Linked DNA regions of Rattus norvegicus: region 1 is linked to region 2. Evidence: chromatin contacts called from public Hi-C data. All regions are on one chromosome and are shown on one strand. Each heading gives the region's core, a stretch centred on a gene start, on an enhancer-like site or on the middle of the called end of the contact. The rest is flanking DNA. Distances are from core to core; before and after follow the strand shown. Region 1 has its middle 280 kb from the start of Tns1. Region 2 holds the start of Rpl37a (ribosomal protein L37A).

Region 1 (3,719 bases), core at 197-2,696, 1.1 Mb before region 2:
GATGACCCCCCCCCCAGGAGCCATGCTGAGACTTAGAGGCAAAGAGACTTACTTTCCTATTTAAAGGGCCCTCCTCACACAGGAGGGACAAGACTCTTCTGTATCTAGCACAGCCGTAGGGGGCTTAGATGGGATGTATCCCTTTCCTCCTTTTTCGTAGGTAGGTAAACACCCATTAATTTACTGACAAAAGCAATAGTCATGGATTTAGTCTGTGATTCTGAGAGCTGGTAATTTGGATGGGGCTCAGCTGGGTGGGTCTACAGCCCTGGGCTGGGGTTTGTTCCCTAGCTCTCAGCAATCAGTCACCAGGTGGTCTGCACTTATTTGCTCACAGGTGGCAGAAGCTAAGAGGAACCAGTTTTCCTTGTTTATCCATCTTCTTAAGAGGAGATGGGGTTTGATCTGGGGAGAATGAGAAGCCCCTCCGAGCTCAGGCGCGTTAATGGCATGGCATCACATTTAACCTGAGTAAGTTGTAACATAAGCTCCAAATGTCTAGACTGCACATAAAGGGCACGGATACCAAGAAGAGTGGAGAAGGCTGGCCCCCTTTACAGTTTGGTGCTGGGGGTAGATTTTTGAGCTGATGTCCAAAGAGCTTTCTAAGGAGTTGAGCTGTTTCGCACAGGTGCAGACGGATTTGCCAACCTCTGGTCTGCTCTGGCTGAGGATCCGCTTCTCAGTGAATGAAATGCTTGGCCTCCTAAGGCCTTTTCTGGTCCCCGGTGTTTATTTAACTAGAGATTTATTCTCAACAATCTATGGTTGACAATCGTCATAGTCACGGACTATGGAGAGAACTGGAGTAATGTCCCCAATTCGTCACTGTACCATCACCCTGCCTTTGTCATACCCCATCAAGACTCCCCCAGATTCTCCTTCATCTACCATCGCTCCCTGCTGCAGAGGGCCTTGCTCACACCGACCAATCACAGCAGATTTGGTTAGGTGTAGGGAACAGAAGAGAGAGGACGGGCACCCTTAAAGGCAGCATTTTCAGGACGTTGTTTTTATCTTACAGGCTTTAAAGAAGAATGCGCTGGAGAAGAAAAAGGAAATAGCCTGTGCACAATTTTCAGAGCAACGCAGGGCGAGGCAGAGAGTAGAAAGTGGGAGATGCCAACAAGCCAAGCCCAAGTGGGTTTTCTGGGATGGAGATATAAACTTGAGCTATGAAGCTGGAGACAGGCAGGAAGTGGGCTTGGCCGGCACGAGGAGGCGCATGCGTCGTCTGGCAAACCATCCCTTTCCAGGCTTGTCTTCTCAGTTCCCTTTGGTTTCCAGCCCCTCCTGACCCTGGGGACAATGCTGCTCTGTGTTGAGACTTTTGTGATGGCTGAGAGAGAGGAAGAGAGAGAGAAAGATGGTCAGGGTGGCGGTGTGTGAATCACTCTTGTCACGTAGTCCTGTCAGCTGCAGTGGCTCCTGAGTCTGCACAGGGGTTCGGGAAACTATGGCCCAAGTTGAGCCCATGCCTGGAAGCTGGTCAGCCAGCTGCAGGGTGTGCTGCTCTGAACTACCCAGTGTGCAAAGGGCAGGACATGGGAGCATGGGGGAAGGTTTGTTACCATGGGGACAGGGTGAAAACACTCAAGCTGCAGGGATGGGTTCTGGCCTTTGCTATCTCTTTCCTAGGTTGCTATGGAGCTGATGCTCAATGCTTCTGGAAGTTCGAGGGCCTTGGGTTCATCCCAGAGATGAGGACCCTTTCTTGTCCCTTAGCTCAAGCAGGATGTGTCTTCCTTAGCCTGGGGGCTGTCCTCAGCGACTGGAAAGGAAAATGTCCCCAAGTTTAGATATGACATCTTATTCTAGTGCAAAGAAGGCAGAGTAAGTCATGCAGGATATTGAGTGCTCTGGGTTCTAAGCACTGGCTTTGGAATAGGAAACTAGAGGTTCAAAGGCTGGCACATTGCAAAGACATAGAGTCAGGAGGGGATGTCCTTGGTGCCAGGCACTGAGGGAAGTCTGTGTTGCTTGAAGACAGCATGGGTTTCTGAGGATGGAAGCAGCCCTCCATAACTCCCCGTATCTCTGTTTCACCTTAGAAAAGGAGGTAAGAAATCCTGTGATCCACACAGGGTCTCAGTGTGATTCATCCAGCCTCTATGCCTTCTCTCATCTGACCAGCAGAGGGCAGTGTGGTACTGTCGGTGGAACTGACTCAGTAAGGTTTCTTTCCACTCCAGTACTTGCCTCCTAATCTTTTAAAACCGAAGCTGCTTACACACAACCTTGTCTGTCAGAATGGCATGGATTAGACTGGCACTCTGAGCCCCTTTTCTGACAGAATGCCGCCCCCCCCCCCCCGCGCGCTTATTCAGAGACCATCTGAACTCTCACCTCCGTTCCTTGGGCCCAGCAGGTGACTCAGAGCCTCAGGGATAAGGTCCATGGGAGGGCAGGCACGGTGGGCGAGCGTAAATGGTTTTCAAGATCCATTCTTAGCTGCTTCTTGAGCCAGTTTTGAGAGTGGGTGGACTGCTCCAGCCTATTAAGGAACGTGAGATGCTCCCTTCCTCTACCCCCCCCCCCCGCACCCCCTATGTCTGACTTTCGCCCCCCGGGGGTTGATGGGAGGACTCTACTGGATCCCTGTGGGATTCCCGGACTACCCATACAACCCCGGCAAGTCTCTTCTCTCCAGAAAGCACTTTCTCCATTGGAAAAGTGAGAGCGTTGGGGTCTTATGGCCTGAAAAGGCTTGGAATGGTCACCTTTCCTATTTCTACGTTGGGACTCTGTTTCCTTCCGATTGCAGGTTAGCTGATTGAAGAATAAAGACTGGACGGGTGAAGGGTACTCACTCTAGGATTGTAACTAGGAATATAAGCTACTGTCTGCCTCGCCATTGCTCATCTCTGACGATTAGGTACAACTTTATCCCCATCTAAGCTCAGGGCAGCTCGATCGAACCACACTTCTCATGTGATAAGCAGTGGGGGAGCAGCACCCTGGGGGAGCAGCACCCGGATGCTCCACGTGTGAGCTCCACAGGGCTCCAAACTCTGCCTGCCATCTGCTAAATGCTGGGGGCACAGCTCGTGCGTGCCCTGTTCTTTTAAAGACGGGAGGAGTCTGTCTTCCACAGAGATGCAGGAATGTCACGTCTTTTTAAAGCAGAGGCCATGGGAGAGGCATACCCAGGGATCACAGGAGAGGAGAGAGGCAAGGTAAAGAGAGCTTGAAGACCAGGGTGGCCTAGAACATCTGTAGTCACCTTTTTCTTCCCTCCCTTCCTCCCCCTCCCTCCCCTCTCCCTCCCTCCCCCTTTCCTTCTTTCCTTCCTTCCTCTCTCCCTCCCTTCCTTCCTTCCTTCCTTCCTTTTCTGAGCACTATGTATACACTAGACAGGAGGTACCTACAACCAGGTGAAATGATAAAAATTCCTATCTTACAGATGGAAAAACTGAGGGCTGGAAAAACTGAGTCTAAGACCACACCGCTCAGTAGAACAGGGGTTGTGCACACCCACCTCACTGTTCCAGCATGAATCTCTCTCTCTGGGATGGATACTTCCTATCCTCTGTTCAGAAAGAAGACCCTGCCTTCTTAAGATTAGGAATGTGTAAGAAGCTGAGGTGGAACTTTTGCTCTCTAGACTTTCCCAGAAAGCAGGAGCAGCATGTCCCTCTGCTGCTCGTCCATCCATCTATCCTAGCATCCTCCGGGCAGAAAGCTGGCTGTGCCTGCAGGCCCATATCCTTACTTGTCTG
Region 2 (3,551 bases), core at 568-3,067:
CTCTGATGTCACACTGGCATGTCGCACCCTTTAAAAACCATGACTTGGGGCACTTTCACTCCTGATTTCTCAAATATTGAAAAAGGAGGCAGACCCAGACTCCACATGATCTTAAGGTGCTTTCCTTTGTAGACAGGACAGCAGAGGCCAATGTCAACAGTTCTAAGCCTACACTCCAAAACCAAGCAGTCAGTCAGCCCATACACTGCATGTGTGAGTAGTCAGTCACCTGTCAGGACAACTAACCCCTGCTTCCACCCTTTTGCTATCCTTGTGCACTCAAGGTGTTCTTAAACACATCCAGTGTTTTCAACACCACGACTTCAGTAAACACTGGAACCCACACGTTCAACTTCTTAGCCACTAGCCACACTCAAGAGCAGCTGTTGGTTAATTTGGAAATGCTAAAGCTCTTAAGAACAAAGCAAACAATGACAGACAGGAGGCTTCATCTCAGCATCTCACCTGGTTCTGTCAGAGTCACAGCACTAAATATGCCCAAATAGCCTCAAATCTTTCTACCAACCTCATTAACTTGCAGTGTTCAAGTTCGGTACAAACGCCAATGGACTTAGACAAACCATAATTTTCCAGTTCCAAAGACCCTAGTTGACTGTACAACTCAAAGGAATAGGAGAATCTCCATTTTAATGTAGAGAAACCATAACCTCGTTTTTTGAGACAGGGTTCCACTCTGCAGCCCTGACAAACCCAAAAGCCTATTTGCTTTACCAATCATAAAACTGAAACTAGTCCAACATGTGCCAGACCTGGAACAACAGCTGTGCGGTCCATAGACTTTCCTACACCACAAAGAAAAACACTCACTTGTAGGTCCAGGCCCCACCGGCCACTGTTTTCATGCAGGAACCACAATGCCAGATGCCAACGGCTCGTCTCTTCATCTTGGTCTGTATTTAAAAAAAAAAAAAACTTGTTATGAAATATGTAAAACATAAATCCCTGAGGCTTCCAGAGCATAAACTATGCAAAAGCCAGCTTATCCACATGGAAAATAGTTAAGTTCTAGTAACCCAAGCAGGATTTTACAGGCTACACAAACCTCTTGTGGGCTGGTACAGACTTGTTAACACAGCTATCACTCCCTACGAATGGTCGTTCAGAATACTGCCCTTTCCCTCTCCAAACCATTCATCCTTAAGTTCCTTAGTAATTCCATGTAAACAAAGAATGCTTCACAAAAAGTAACCCCAAACCCTCGTTATCTCACACTGGGCCAGCGGCTTCCCAACAGCCTTGGCTCACGAGCAATCGCACCCTCCTCCCCAGCCGGAGGCGACTTACCTTGCCACAGAAGGAGCAAGTGTACTTAGCGTGCTGGCTGATTTCAATTTTCTTCACCATTTTCCGGAGGGAGGCACCATAGCGGGTCCCGTATTTTCCGACGATCCCGACCTTCTTGGTGCGTTTAGCCTGAGGACAGAGAAACAAATGGACCAGTGACATTTAGCGACAGGAAGCCAGTTTGTGCACGCCAACACGCCGCTTAACACAAACTCAGCTGGAACCTAGTTCCCCTCAAGCTCAGCCACCAAGAACAGCATGCACCGGGAGCGCAAGGCTCCGGAGCGGCGCTGGGCCAAGTCCCATCGAGCCGCCTCCGGCAGCGTACGGAACTCCAGACAACACGAGAGTCCCGACAGCAGACAGGACACCGGACGGCACAGACTACCCGAGGGGAGTGAGGGCGGGAAGCCGGAGAGAACGGCAGATGCAGATGGATAGCGACTTCCAAAGCAGTTACGCAAAAACTCACCATGTCGCCGGAACCGAAGCCCAAGCCCGAAGAGGAAGAGACGCAACGGGCATGCGCGGTTTTAGACCGGCGAGCGGAAGTGACGTAAGCATCCTCTCTAGGACGCGAACTCGGTGTTCTAGAGGTCTATTCGCTGTCTCCTGGCGGTACGCTGGGGAATGTTTAGATGCTTAGAAGTCGTTCACTAGCTGGAAGCCCACCCTTCTTAGATTACACATACACCAAAGTTCTACAGAACAGGTGTGATTTCTTCCGTTCTGTTCGCGAGGTTTTAGGTGACTTTCCTTTAAGTGTTTAAAGCATAATGTTTGTGACTAAGTCTCATTGCCTTCCCACTATATTATATTTCTGAAATTCGTCAGGCCCGGTGCCAGATGCTGACCATAGTAAAAACCTAGGATCCGCTCCTAGGCCAATTTTCAGTTCAGCTGGGAGACAGTCATATTCGTCACAATTACGAAATCTCACAAAGTGTTGCTGATCAGAGTTCTGGGGATAAGGTAAGGAAGAGGGTCTACCTGAGTCCAAGACCCTAGAGCGGTGGTTCTCAACCCCTTTCTGATCGAGCCACCCTTTCACAGGGAATCACATAAGACCACTAGAAAACACAGATATTTACAGTTCATAACAGTAGCAAAATTACAGTTATGAAGTAGAAAGGAAACTAATTTTATGCTTGGCGGGGGATCACTACAACATGAACTGTATTAACTAGTCAGGGCATTAGGAACTTAGAGATCTGGAATTCTAAGAAAAATGTGGTTAGCTTTGAGGTGGTTTCAGCAGTTAGGAACGTTATGGTTGGATTCTCAGCCCCACAAGCAGTTCACTTTCTGAGTACCAGACACACACATGGTGCACAGTCCTTATGTGCAGGCAGAACACCACACACAAAATAATGAAATAAAATTGTTCAAAAGTAAGAAAAGTGTAATTTTGAGGCTGGGATGAGTTAACAATCATTCCAGTTTTGCCTTCCGTTTGGCCCCTCAGTCCTGACTGGGGTTTCCTATTCATTTCTGAAACCATTCGCTGGCCCAGTAATCAGATTCCTGGTCCAAGTGTTGAAACCTTAAATTCCAACACTCTGTGATCCTCAACTATTATCTTCCTCTGAGTTCTCTCCAAGGGATAAGTCAGGAAGTCCCTTTTCACATTCAGGACAGGAAGGAAGTAAATGTTTTGGTTTTTTTTTTTTGGGGGGGGGGGTATTTGATTTTGAGCCAGGGTTTCTCTCTATCTCTGGCCGTCTTAGAAATCACTATGTAGACCCCATGTGGCATAAAACTTTTTAAAGTGTGTTCTACGTGAAGAAATAATATTGTTTGTTGGCTGGGTGGTGATGGTAGATGTTTTCGATCCTAGCAATCAGGAGGAAGAGGAAAGTGGATCTCTGTGAGTTCAAGGCCATCAACAAGGCCTAGACAGCCAGGGCTAAACAGAAACCCTGCCTTTAAATTTAAAAAAAGTTTTGCTGCCTTTTTTCATGGGATGGCCAGGAAACACAAAGCTTGGCTAGCTGTGGAACAAGAATGTAGGAGAATGCCAGTAGGCACTGTGACATTACCTCACCGTATTCCCAGTCGGAACTCCAGTAATGAGTAGTTTCATTTCACACAACTAAATATCAACTACCTGAAATGATTTCTTGTGTGTTTTTGTCTCTTCACAATTATGTTGAAAGCAGCTTTCGGGCAGGCATGTATTTTGTATCTTTACTTCTGTGGAGAAGTGGCTGAATCAAGCCTTGAGTTCCTTCAGGAGCTGAGTTCTA

What was found. Hi-C and Micro-C count contacts between places; a contact is called where the count stands out from the background.
Region 1: a Hi-C map of Schwann cells shows a contact between it and region 2, with 7 times the contacts expected there. The contact joins the enhancer-like site here to the promoter of Rpl37a in region 2. A contact is called at or near these places in 10 of 12 Hi-C or Micro-C datasets (the A7r5 cell line, Schwann cells, frontal cortex and 6 more).

What each region holds. Positions count from the first base shown.
Region 1 is chr9:82,867,393-82,871,111 of GRCr8, reverse strand. No RefSeq gene overlaps it. Among named protein-coding and RNA genes, the nearest start is that of Tns1, 280 kb to the left of the region's middle. Within about 2 kb of position 1,446, at least 5 of the 93 cell types and tissues checked have an H3K27ac peak or open chromatin away from gene starts, as enhancers often do. A contact at or near this core is called in Schwann cells, where this site is marked.
Region 2 is chr9:81,746,357-81,749,907 of GRCr8, reverse strand. It overlaps Rpl37a (ribosomal protein L37A), which reads right to left and starts at 1,817. Exons shown (of 4, transcript NM_001205318.2): 1 at 1,778-1,817; 2 at 1,306-1,434; 3 at 829-911. The coding sequence starts at 1,780.